Regions from separate parts of the Oryctolagus cuniculus genome. Here region 1 is linked to region 2. Evidence: chromatin contacts called from public Hi-C data. All regions are on one chromosome and are shown on one strand. Each heading gives the region's core, a stretch centred on a gene start, on an enhancer-like site or on the middle of the called end of the contact. The rest is flanking DNA. Distances are from core to core; before and after follow the strand shown. Region 1 holds the start of ANKRD11 (ankyrin repeat domain containing 11). Region 2 overlaps ANKRD11 (ankyrin repeat domain containing 11).

The links. A called contact is a pair of places that touch in the nucleus more often than the background predicts.
Region 1: a contact with region 2 is called in a Hi-C map of an unstated tissue, with 2.2 times the contacts expected there. The contact joins the promoter of ANKRD11 here to the enhancer-like site in region 2. A contact is called at or near these places in 2 of 6 Hi-C or Micro-C datasets (ear pinna and an unstated tissue).

The regions. Positions count from the first base shown.
Region 1 is chr18:69,174,076-69,180,374 of mOryCun1.1, reverse strand. ANKRD11 (ankyrin repeat domain containing 11) reads left to right here and starts at 4,893. Exons shown (of 15, transcript XM_070062843.1): 1 at 4,893-5,213. It overlaps LOC138846597 (a long non-coding RNA gene), which reads right to left and starts at 4,817. Exons shown (of 2, transcript XR_011384138.1): 1 at 4,309-4,817; 2 at 1,258-2,461.
Region 2 is chr18:69,063,797-69,069,912 of mOryCun1.1, reverse strand. All of the region lies in intron 3 of ANKRD11 (ankyrin repeat domain containing 11), which reads left to right. Among named protein-coding and RNA genes, the nearest start is that of CDH15, 75 kb to the right of the region's middle. Within about 2 kb of position 4,227, at least 1 of the 8 cell types and tissues checked has an H3K27ac peak or open chromatin away from gene starts, as enhancers often do. A contact at or near this core is called in ear pinna, where this site is marked.

The DNA of each region.
Region 1 (6,299 bases), core at 3,644-6,143, 110 kb before region 2:
TATTCACAAAAAAGGATGGCAATTTTTGTTATGTGCATTTTACCACAATGAAAATGGGGGCGGGGGGGTGGGGAGGAAGAGAAAAACATTAGTATCTGAAAAAGAAAATCTACAGCTGAGGGAATACAGAGAGCGTCTGGGGCGGTGCCGGTGCTGGCCAGGTCAAGGCCAGAGCCCAGGGCTTTTCCTCGGCTGTGGTTTTGGAGGACAGCAAACCTCAGCGCTCTGGGAACCAGAAAGGAAAACACGGAATGACTTCCCGTGAAGTGTGCTCTGCTTCCTGATTCCAGCGCCGAGAACACGGAGGAGCTGGCGTGAGCACAGGCCACAGGGAGGAGAGGGGGGGAAGGTGCTGTGTGTAAGAGGAAGTGGACAGTCAGCAGGGAAGCGGGGCTGCCTCCTCAGCACTGACCTCTGCCCAGCCTGCAGGAAGCGGGAGGGGCCAATCCGCAGGCCCTGGCACTCCCAGTGCACTGCAGGGAGACGGGCAGCGTGGGGAGCAGGAAGCGGGAGGGGCCAATCCGCAGGCCCTGGCACTCCCAGTGCACTGCAGGGAGACGGGCAGCGTGGGGAGCAGGAAGCGGGAGGGGCCAATCCGCAGGCCCTGGCACTCCCAGTGCACTGCAGGGAGACGGGCAGCGTGGGGAGCAGGAAGCGGGAGGGGCCAATCCGCAGGCCCTGGCACTCCCAGTGCACTGCAGGGAGCCGGGCAGCGTGGGGAGCAGGAAGAGGGGAGGGGCCAATCCGCAGGCCCTGGCACTCCCAGTGCACTGCAGGGAGACGGGCAGCGTGGGGAGCAGGAAGCGGGGTGGGGGGAGCTTCCAGTGCCTTTGCTTACGGGCTGGTCTGCTTAGCCATTCTTCCCCTCCCAACACCACTGGGTCTGGAGGCCGCACCTGAGTGTCCAGCTACATCAGAGAGCCCTGGCGCTGTCTGCAGCCAGCGCCTGGCTTGCACTGACAGCTGAACCCACGGCTCCTGGTAAACAGCAGGTCCTGAACGAGTGTGTGCAGGAAGAATCCAGTGAACACAGCTGCAGCACTGTAGTGGGGCAAGGCCTGAAGACAGGCCTTCCTGAGGGGCTCGAACCCAGGGCCACCCAGGGTGCTTGGTTCTGGTCCTCCTCCAGGTGTCCTAATAGGAATACCCAGGCCAACCCGGGTACCCATTAAAGGAACCAAGATTTTAATTTATTGGAGAGAGAGAGAGGAGACAAAGATCTTCCAGCTGCTGGTTCACTCCCCAAATCGTAACAACTGCTGGGGCTGGGCCAGGCCAAGGCCAAGAGCCAGGAGCTTCTTCCAGGTTTCCCACGTGGGTGCAGGGGCCCGAGCACTTCCACTGCTTTCCCAGGAGTAGGAGCAGCAGCTGGGACTTGAACCAGTGCCCACGTGGGATGCTGGCGTTGCAGGCACCGGTCCTGGCCACGGTGTCTTGCCGACTGTGTTCAAACTCAGTTCCACTCGGCCGCACACTGTGTTCTTGCCAGCCAGCTTCACCCTGGCGCACACGCGGGCCAGGGCCTCCTGTTTTCCCTCTTCCAGTGAGTCCTGTGCTGCCAGGGGCTCTTTGCCTAGGACCTGCCCTTGGGCAGTCTGCAGCGTTTAAGGCTGTCTAAGCCTTCAGTTAGCGTCTAGGAAGTAGCAGACCCTGGGGGTTAAGCTGCTGCCTGTGACACCAGCATCCCCTATCAGAGTGCCCCTTTAGTCCTGGCTACTCCACTTGCAATTCAGCTCCCTATTAATGTGTCTGGGAAGGTAGGGGATGATGGCCCAAGTGCCCAGGCCTCTGCCACCCATGTGGGAGACCTGGGTGGAGTTCCTGGCTCATGGTTTTGGCCTACCTCACACCTGGCTAGACACGTGGGGAGCAAACCAGAGTACAGATCGCTCCCTCTCTCTGTTGCCGTCTTCCCAGTCCTGCCCCTATCTCTTCTATCCTGAATCCAATACAGGCCGCAGACTCGAGTTGGACAGAGTGGACGCTTCTGTTGGCTGGATGCAGCCTGCCCTTTCAAGTCACCTCTCCCAGAACGTGAGCCGAGGTGTGACTGGCATTTCTTAGTCACCATGGTCATAAAGGAATGTGATAATTTAGCCACTATATTTATTTAATATATGTAAAAACTGTCATTTCAACGTGTCACAAATAAAAAGTGTTTGTCAGATACTTTATGTTCTTTTTGTCTTTGCACCAAGCCTTCAAAATCTGGAGTGTATTTTGTATTACAGCACACACGCCTTTGGATTCTCATTTCTTTTTTAAAAAAAGATTTACTTGAAATGCAAAGTTTACAGAGACAGAGCGAAAGAGAGAGATCTTCCATCCACTTTTTCACTTCTGCAGTGGCCAGAGCTGGACTAACTTGAAGCCAGGAGCTTCTTCTGGCTCTCACATGTGGGTGCAGGAGCCCAAGGACTGGACCATCTTCTGCTGCTCTCCCAGGCGCATCAGCAGGGAGCTGGATTGGAAGGGGAGCAGCCGGGTCTCAGACCAGCACTCATGCTGCATGCTGCTGTCATGGGTGGTGGCTGAACCTGCTACACCACAATGCCAGCCCCTCTTTCTTTATTTTCCTTCTAAGTTTACTTATTTGAAAGGCACAGAGAGACTTCTCATGCACTGGTTCATTCTCCAAATGTACCTCGTAGCCAGCGCTGGGCCAGGCAACACCAGGAGTGGGGAACTAAGATCCAGGACTCCCACTGGGTGGCAGGGACCCAACTACTTGAACCATTTCTTGCAGTCTCCCAGGACTGGCAGAAACTGGAATCAGGCAGATGTGAGACTCAAACCCAGGCACTCTCCAGTATGGGATGCAGGGGTCCCAGGCGATGTGTTCTTAACCACTGGGGCAGACAGCCTTCACAGTTTAAGGGGCCAGTAGTCACAGATGGCCACTAGTGGACAGCACAGGCCTACAGCGACTCCCTCACCTCTCACCCAGTTAGCCCTGAAAGCCAGCTCCGGACGAGACCTGATCTTCGTCCTGCACCCCGCACTCTCTCCAAGCAGTCAGCACGGACGGGTGGCTCATCACACAGCTCTGCAGGTGTGGCACGTGCCGAGGGCTGCAAGCGCCCAAGCTCCCTCAGACCTCTTTTCCAAGGAAAGAGCCCCACCCTTGGACCTGACCACCCCCCGAGCGGCTCTGCCTCCGACGCTGACCACCCTGCGGTCAGGGTCACAGAGCTGCTGACAGTAATTTCTGAACCTGCGTCCTCCGCGGGTCAGCTGCACCTGTCAAATCCCCAGTCCTTAGTGCCCTCCTGGTGCTGGCCCTCAGCGGACAGGAGACGCTTTTGAATCAGTGCATCCAGCGGCTTAATTCTTTACGCTCCGCTTCTTCTCCATCCTGTAGTTTCTGCTTCCGTGGCTTTCACCTTTTACACTGGCACGCTTTCAGACTCAGTTTTCAAGTCCGACCGTCATTTGCTGTTCTCCCCACATTCCTACAACAGCTAGGGCTGGGCCAGGCCAAAGCCGGGATCCGGGAACGCCGCCTGGGTCTCCCAGGTGCGCGGCAGGGGCCAAGCGCCTGAGCTTCCCAGGCGCATCGGCAGGGAGGTGCACCTGATCCCGGGCGCCCGCCTCCAGGAGGGTCCAGGGAGGAAACAAACACGAAACACCAATCCCCAGTCACCGACATTTACTCAACACGTGGGGCAGGGTCCAGGCCTGACGCTCGCCGGCCTAATCTCGTCATTCGACAGTCAGGCACATGCGGAACGCGGGGCCCCCTTTTCACAAATGTGGTCAGAAACGGGTAGGCTGGCTTTCCTGTTTTACATGAAGTACTTGAGAGGCTCGCGCGCGCTCTCTCACACACACACACAAGCTGGGCATCTTCCACCCACTGGGTCACTCCCAAAATGCCAGCGACAGCCCCGGCTGGAGGCAGCAGCCAGACTCAATCCAGGTCTCCCGCGTGGGGGCAGGAACCCAACCGCTGCGGCCATCACCTGCTGCCGCCCAGGCGCGCATTCCCAGGAGGCTGGGGTCAGGGGCAGAGGCCCGGCTGGAGCCAGGCGCGCCGATACGGGCCGTGAGCGTCCCACCACCGGGCCAAACACTCGCCCCTGCTTCTTTTACTTGTACCTCGAGTTTGCGACCACGGGGCACAACCTTTTCACGCTCCGCGGCCTCGGCAGCCACGCGCCAGCCCCTGCGCCACAGTGCTGCGCCAGCCCGGGGAGGCCCCCGGCCGCCGACGTGACCGGATGCGCCCTGTCGCGGGGCTCCCGCCGGCCGCGGCCCAGCGCCGGTGGGCGTGCACCGCCGCTTTTCCCACCCCCAGCGGCCACTCACGTGGAAGAGCGACGGCTGCACGGGCCAGGTGCGCCCCGGGCGGCTCGGACAAGCGGTCCGCGGAGAGGGCCTCCTCGGCTCGGGGCCGGCCGCGCCCGAACACCGCACACGCCCGGCCAGGAGCAGCCGAGGGGAGCCTGCCCGGGCAGGCGAAAGCGACGGAGCCGCCTCCCGGGGAGCGCGCGCCCGCTCGGCGGACACTCCGTTTCCCACCTCCTTCAGCACCACGCCTCGCTTCCAGACCCGGCGCCTTGTGGTTCCGGCACTCGGCAAGACCAATCGTCGTGCCCGAGAGCGCAAGGCCCACCCCCTGAGAGACGCAGACAGCCAATCCAGCGTCCCGTAAGCCTCCGCGCCCCGTGCGCCCTGACGCACGGCCGTGCGCTGTCGTCCCCGGGACGTCGTCTAGTCCCGCCCCAAGCCCGTCCGGGAAGCTGTCAATCGCAGCGTCGTCCCTTCACCCCGGCATCGCACTTCCTCCCGACGCCGTGACGTGCGCAACGCCTGCGGCTCGGCGGTGGCGGGCCAATGGCGGTGGCGGATACGGCGGGCCAATGGGCGGGAGCGTCTCATGCGCCCGGCGCCCGCCGCAGCCGCCGCTGGGTCCTGGAGCCAGAGGCCGCCCGCGACGGAGCGCGATGGAGCGAGGGCCCCAGCCCGGGAGGCGCCGCCGCCGAGCCCGCGGCCAGACGCCCCCGCAGTAGCGTCAGACCGAACCGCGGCCCCGCGCGAGCCCTGGGCGCGCCCGAGGGGCGGGCTCGCCTCTCGCGGCCCTCGCAGCTCGGCGGCGCTCGGAGCCCGCGCCGCCGCCGCCGCCTTCCCGCCCGGGCCGCGCGGCCGGGAAACCGGCGGGGCTGCATGGGCAGCGCCTGCGCCCCGCCGCCGCCGAGCCGCCCTCGGAGCCGGTGAGAGGCGCGCCGTCCGAGGTCGAGGGTCGGGGCGGGGGCCGGGATCGCGCGGCCTTGCGGCCTGCTGGCTGAGCGGACTCGGCGGGCCTCCGCGGGCCGGGGGTCCGGGGCCGCGGCGAGGGGCCGGGGGCGGGCTCCGAGGCGCCGCGGGAGCGTCTGTGTGGTCTGGGGGCGTCGTGAGGGGCCGAGGGTGGGCTCTGTGGCGCGTCTGGAGCGCCTGAGGGGTCGGGGGGTCGCGGGAGGGCCCCGGGGCACTCGGGGGCGCCGTGAGGGGCCTAGGGTGCGCCCCCGGGCGGACCCAAGGGGTCTGCGGGTCGCTCTGAGGAGCCGAGCGTGGGGCCTGGGCCCTGGAGGGGCTGCGCGTTCTTGGGGCACTGTGAGGGGCCCGGAGTGGACCCGGGCGGCCTAGGGGCCCGGGGGCGCCGTGTGGGGCCGAGGGCGGGCCCGGGGGCGCCGACCCCTGGCCCGCACGAGGGCGCCTGCCCCGCGCCGGTTGTCGTTGTTGTGCCCGGCGCGGTGTGGAAACGGGGGCAGGCGGCCCTCGGCTCGGCGCCGGAGGGGGCGGCGCGGGGGCCGGGGGGCGCGGGGCTCGGGAGCGCGCGCGCGCGCGCGCGGCGAGGGCAGGAATGCGGGCGGCAGGGGGGTCTGGGGGAGGGGAGGCGGGCCGGGGGCGAGCGGGAGGAAGGCGGCGGCGGCGGCTGCAGCCCTTGGCCTCAAGGAACAATGTGAGACGTTGCCTGAAATGTTAATTTCCGTTCCTCATTTCATCATCCCCCGGCAGGGCGGTAGCCGGGTGCGCGCGCGCGCGCGTGTGCGGGTGCGCGCGCGCGTGTGCAGGGCTGGCCCTGCCACATGGATTGTGATGTTGACCCTTGTGGCGGTGTCGTCCTGGGGGCGAGTCGCGGCGCTGCCCCGGGTGCCTCTCTGCGGTGGTGCTGGGGTGTCTGCTCCCGTGTGGGTCCCAGCTTCCTTGGAGTTCGGGTAGAAGCGTTTGCAAGATTAAGTTGGGCCAAGAGGGCCCTCACCTCCCGTGGGGAACGCGGCTCAGCAGTTAGCGCGCGTGCGCGGCGGTCGGGGTTCCTG
Region 2 (6,116 bases), core at 2,978-5,477:
CCGCTGAAAACCACGATAACACCAAGTAACTCTGAAAATGGCTGGGGCTGGGCAGCCTGGAGCTTCAGCTGGGTCTCTCATGGGTGCAGAGGCCCAAGCACTTGGGCCACCTTTGCTGCTTTCCAGGTGCATTGGCAGGGATCTGGATCAGAAGTGGAATAGCCAGGACTTGAACCAGTGCGCATGTGGGATGTCGGCACTGCAGGTGGAGGTTTAACCTCCTTTGCCACAGCGCCGGCCCCAGTCACACAGCTTTTAGAGGCCTGCACTCTCACCTGCATTTGGTGTCGTCATGGTTTTCTTTTTCTTTTATTTATTTGAAAGGCAGAGTTACAGAGAGAGGGAGAGAGAGATGATCCAGTCACTGGTTTACTTCCCAAACGGCTGCAACGGCTATGCCTTGGCCAGGCTAAAGCCAGGAGCCAGGTGCTTCTTCCTGGTCTCCCACGCGGGTGCAGGGCCCTCTCTGCTTCCTGCACTTAGAGCGTCCTGTGTGCTCTGTGCATAGGATAGGATTACGCGCAGTGCCGAGCAGTCCTGGGGTGCTCCCTCCTGCCCTCCAGGTCGCCCCTTCCTGGAGCCAGGGCCACTGCAGGAGGCCCCATGCTACAGCAAGGCCGGCAGTCTCAGCCTGAGTCCTCTCACTTCTTCATCTGTATTCATTGTGAAATACAATCTGATCCCTACGCAAGCCCCTGTGAAACCAAGACTTAGAACCCCCAGTCCCAGTGCCGTGCCCCACCCCGGCCACACTGTGCAGACTTGTCACGGGAGCACTGTCGGTGTAGAAGGCGTCGTCCTGGTGCTGCTGTGCAGCCTTCTGTTAGGAGTGCTGCTTCTGGGCGCGGTTGGTCTTGTCCTCGGAGGATCAGGATCGCCTGTTGGGGAATGTGTATCAGTTCTCTTTGCTTGGAGTCTTCACCAGCACTCGGTACCTTGTTGTGGCTTTAGCTTGCATTTCTTTGAATACTGATGGAATTGAGAACCTTTTCATCCACCCTTCAGATTTCCTTGAGTGTCTCGTGTCCATTCCGTGTTAGAGGGTTTCTCTTTTGCTTACTGGTGTGCGGGAGCTTTTCATGTACTCTGAGCAAATGCTGTCCTCCTTTGAGGGGCCTTCAGTGAGCAGACCTCCACTGGGGACAGGGCCGAGCTCTCAGACTCGCAGTCCTGGTGGTTTTCACCTGGTGCTTGAAAAGCTGTGGAGGTCGTGCAGATCTGTTCCTGCTTCATGGCTGTGCCTTTTACACGTGGGGTTAGGGTCTCCCTGCAGCGGACTCCTGGCCAGGCGCAGGCAGGGTCGCCAGCTGAGCAGTGGCATATGCAGGCACAGGTTGGTACCTCCTGTGGGTGAAGGGCCGTCTCTCTTGAGTGTGTTTCCCTGTTTGTGTCCCGTCCCCCCCCCCCCCCCCCCCGAAAGAGAAGCAGAGACACAGACAGACACACACACTGACTGCATCCACTGGCTGGCTACACAAATGCCTGCCAACAGCCAGGGGTAGGCGGGCTGAAGCCAGAGCCTGGGAGTAGAATTGGGAACCCAGGTGCATATGGGACGCGGGCTTCCCTGGTGGGGTGGCAGCCACTGCACCAGACACGGGGCCCACGCATGTTCCGCTTATCTCAGCCTTTTTCTTTTAATTTTAAGTGTCTTTTTGGAACTTTTATTTTTTTTAAAACTAGTTGTTTGATGGCTGCTCACCCTTCTCGGCCAGGGTGGGGCTCTACCCAGTTGTCCTTGCTGGGGGAACCAGTTCCCCCAGACACCCTAGCGAGGGCGAGAGGGTAGGGGGCGCGGCGCAGCTTTCCCAGGAGAAGCCCAGTGCGTGGATGTGCTGAGTCTTAATTTACAGTAACAGAAATCCAACGGAGACTTCATTTAGAGATTACAAAGTATTATGTCCAGATTTTTACTGGAAAATATTTTACAAAAGAAATCAGTAATTTAGTGTGTAGAGGGACACTGTTTGAAACACTTGCAAATCTCTATTACGTGGTTTAACTAAAAGCAGCTGAATACTTGTGTGTGTTTTTTGCATTCCGCCTGCTACATTCAGCTGACCCCACACAGGTGACCTAGTGTGGAAGGGAGGCATGTTTTGTCTCCTTCTCAGGAGACAGCAGGTGTTTGTGGTGGTAGTAGCAGTGTGGGATGCCCTGTGCTCCCCAGTCTGTTCTGCCAGTGGTTGGCCTCACTCCGACGGGCTGTTTGACTTCCTGTTGCTCATCTGGAAATGATCCTAGGTGGTGATCAGAACCAGCACCTCGATGCCACCTCTGACCTCATGAAATGTCTTCAGGTGTCAGGATGTCCCGTGTGCTCCAGAGTTCAGCTGTTTACTTGACGGCTTTATGTGAGATTTTATTGGTGGCAAGACTGCTGTCAGCTTTCTTTGAAATCACAATCTTGCTGTGTATCATCATTGAAAGGAGGGGATAGAGAGATATTGATTGATTGATTGATTGATCTTACACCAAATGCCTAAAACAGTCAGTGCTATGGAGCCAGGAACCAGAACTGCGTCTGAGGGTCTCATGTGGCTGGCAGGGGCCCGAGTGGTTGGGCCAGTCCTCTGCTGTCTCCCATGCACATTAACAGGCAGTTGGGTCAGAAGTGGAGCGGCTGGGACCGGCCCCTCCACTCCAGTACGGGCTGCAGGTGTCCCCGGCAGCAGCGTTCCCTGCTGACCACACGACTGCCACGCTGTGCCCACGTGAGGACTTGGAGCTGGCATCATTGTGACCAGACATTCCCTCTGCAGTGAAACATGAGTAGGCTGTCAGCGACTCAGCGTGGTGATCTCTGTGTGATGCAGTGTGCAGACCCCACACCCTGGGACGCAGGGGACTGGCGAACCTGCAGGTTGTGCTGTGCGGGAGTTGCTGGAGCCCAGCCTGCGGCAGCCTGTGGAGATGGGCCTCCGTTCTCCATGCTGTGCGGCTCCTGCAGCTCTGCCGCATGGAGAGGAAAGGGCAGGGCTGGGGGCTTGACCCCGGGCACCTGTAGGTGACACTGGACAGGTTCACTGTTGTGCCCTCAGAATGAGGGCAATGGCTAAAGACCTTGCCTCCTGCTGCATGTCACCTGCAGTGCCCACCAACACTGGAAAGGGCAGGTGGCATCTTGGTGTTGACCTCACATGTGCCCCGACCCCGACAGTGAGGAGCCAGCGCATGCTCCCGTGCAGCTTCACCCGGGGCCACTGCACTGAAGTCGCACATTGTCGTGCACTCAGGTGTTGAAATGATTGAGCCCAGCTGGGCTCAGCCTGGCCCGGGGCGCGTTGCAGCTGTTTCTTCAGACCTGTCTTCTCTGCACTGCCCCGGGAGTCTGCAGTGTGGGGAGGCTTCTGATGCCACGGAGCCCCCCTGCCCGGGGAAGGCCACGGGCTGGGCTTCGCATGGTTCATTTCTGCTCTCTGGGCCTTAGCCTCTCTGTTTACAGGAGCAGACCCTGCAGTGTTCTCTCATCCTGGCTTTCCAGAATCTGCCCAGACAAGACTTGTGTGCAGTTCTTGGTCTCTCTTTTGCAGCACCCTGGGTTTCTTTGGTGGCCCCATCTCCTCCTGAGCCTCACAGGTGGACTGGGTGAGGATTTCTCAAGGTCACTGAACAGTGCAGCCTGTACCTGGGCTCTGTGTGGACTGAGGGCTCCACCTCCTCTGGTTGCAGCTCAGTTGGACGAGGAGGCCTGAATGACTACCAGGGGCTTCCTTGGCTATTGGTGTCTGTGGGCAGCCGGGGCTCCTGTGTCCAGTCCCACTTCAACTTCCATTCCAGTGCTGTGTCAGCAGGGCTGGGACCGCCTCCCCGTAGACACTGCCCCCATCAGCAGGGCTGGGACCACCTCCCCATAGACACCGCCCCCAAGGGAAGTGCCACAATGCCACATGCCTTTCCTTCTGAGATTCTGCCCAAGACTCCTCCTTGCTGGAGCCTCTTTCCCCTTTGCCGTTAGGAAGTGCCCTTGGTGTGTTTCTGTGTCTTTTAAGAGGAGAGTGCCCTGGGGTGCCATGGTTTGCAGCCGTGGTCTGTGGGCCTGGGGGTGAGGGTCTCTGAAGTGTCTATAGAGAGGAAGGGGCCCCTGCCTTGCACCTGTCTCCAGGGCTGCCGCCCCTGCCCTGCGTCTGCTCCACACAGGAAATAGGGTGTGCAGCAGCCTCTTGGACGGCAGGGAGCTTGGCCAGCCGCCTGCACCGTGAGAAGCGCGGGCCCTGGATTCTCCTCCGTTCCTGGGGGCTGGCGGAAACACGCCTCTGCTCTGTCGGAATGTGTTTCAGCCCTTCACTGTTTCTTCCTACCAGTTCTAAGGACGGGCATTGCTGTTAGAAGTTTTGTTTTGTTCTTGGCCGTTGGTGTGCAGGACAGGGTGTTAGCTCAATGCAGATTCGGTGCTGAAGGGCTGCCACACCTCTGTGGATGGCACAGGCCCAGCAGCCACCTCCAAGGCCCTGTCCCTGCTCTACCAACGGCAGGGACACGGACCCTCCCTCTCCCTGTGGTCTCCTGCTGTTGTCACCTTGAGAAGCAGGGAGTGATGACCGGGCCTCCTGTTTCAGGTCTGGCCTTGAGGGAGACTCTGGGAACACGCTGTGCTGGGCTGTGCTGGGCTGTGCTGGGCTGGGCTGGGCTGGGCTGGGCTGGGTGGGGCTGGGCTGGGCGGGGCAGGTGGGCGGGAGGTGGAGCTGTGGGCACCTCCACTCAAGTGCCCACACACCCTTTATTATTTTTTTTTTTAAAGATTTATTTATTTGAAAGTTACAGAGAGAGAGATCTTCCATCTGCTGGTTTATTCCCCAGATGGCTACAAGGGCCAGAGCTGGGCCAGGCTGAAGCGAGGAGCAAGGAGCTTCTTCCACGTCTCCCATGTGGTGGCAGGGGCCCAAGAACTTGAGGCATCGTCTGCTTTCCCAAGCCATTTAGCAGGGTGCTGGGTTGGAAGCGGAGCAGCCTAAACTCAAACTGGCGCCCATACGAGATGCTGGTGGCCCCAGCACAGGCGCATCTTGAAGTGCAGAGAGGGTCCTGGTGTTTTCCTAGACTGACCTGACAGCATTTTCCACATTTGAACGCTGCAGTCCTTAGGGATTGATTGTGACCTTGTCGGTGTGGGGACATGTGCCCTGCAGGTGGGCCCAGGGCTCCTTGTTAGCCCTTGGAACAGGTGCTTCTCTGGCCCCACAGATGCAGGTTTCCCTGGTGGCCACCACCTGGAGCTTCCACTTTATGTGTGGAGAGATCCAAGCAGGGCCAGCCCCTCCCTGGCCACCAGGTGACAGTGGGTCCCTTCGCTGGCTGCAGGCAGCTCTCTGTTCCCGTCTGCTTGTGAAGTCACCTTTAAGAGGAGTAGCCGTGTCGCCTGACCAGGGAGACTGTGTCCCTGGGCTCCTGCCCCAGGGTTTGATTTGATGGTGGTGATCAGAAAGCCTCGGAGGCCAGCCCAAGACAGCTTCACAACTCTCCACCAGAAGGAACCTTGGCCCCTTTCCATGTTTAGCAGTGAAATGCTCAGCTCCGAACAGGGAGACTTAGGGCTCACAGCAGTCCTACCCTCTAAAACAAACATCCTGTAAGACACAGATTACTGCCTCCTCACGGGCCCTGTCCCTGCTGGAGCACAGGCTGGGGTGCGGCCACAAGGACCTGGGACAGCACCATCGGCGGCTTCCTGAGGGGCTGAGATGGACAAGGACTAACGTGTAGCCTAGCCTCTATTCCTGGTCAGTCGGCTGTTCAGAAAAAGCTGTGGCATGAGCCATGGTCCTGTGGCCTGGGTTCCTGAGAGGTCAGGAGAGGGCCAGATGGCCATGTGTCCAAGTTGCCAGCCAGAAACCTCACCGTGCTGGCCTTCCACAGTCTGAGTTCTGTGCTTGGATGTCAAGAGGCCAAGTCCACCTTGCTGCCAGTGACTGGGGACCCTCAGGTCTGCAGTGTGAGGCCCTGCAGGAGCCAGAGCCAAAGTCCTGGGAGTGACACGGCCTGCACAGTGTCCACTGTCACTGTGAAGGCGGGAGGGCACAGCAGAACACTTGGGCGGTACCGCTAAGCCACCAGGAGTTGACAGTGACACCTGCCTGTGGTGGGTGATGCCTGCCTTCATTTCCTGGGCAAGTCCT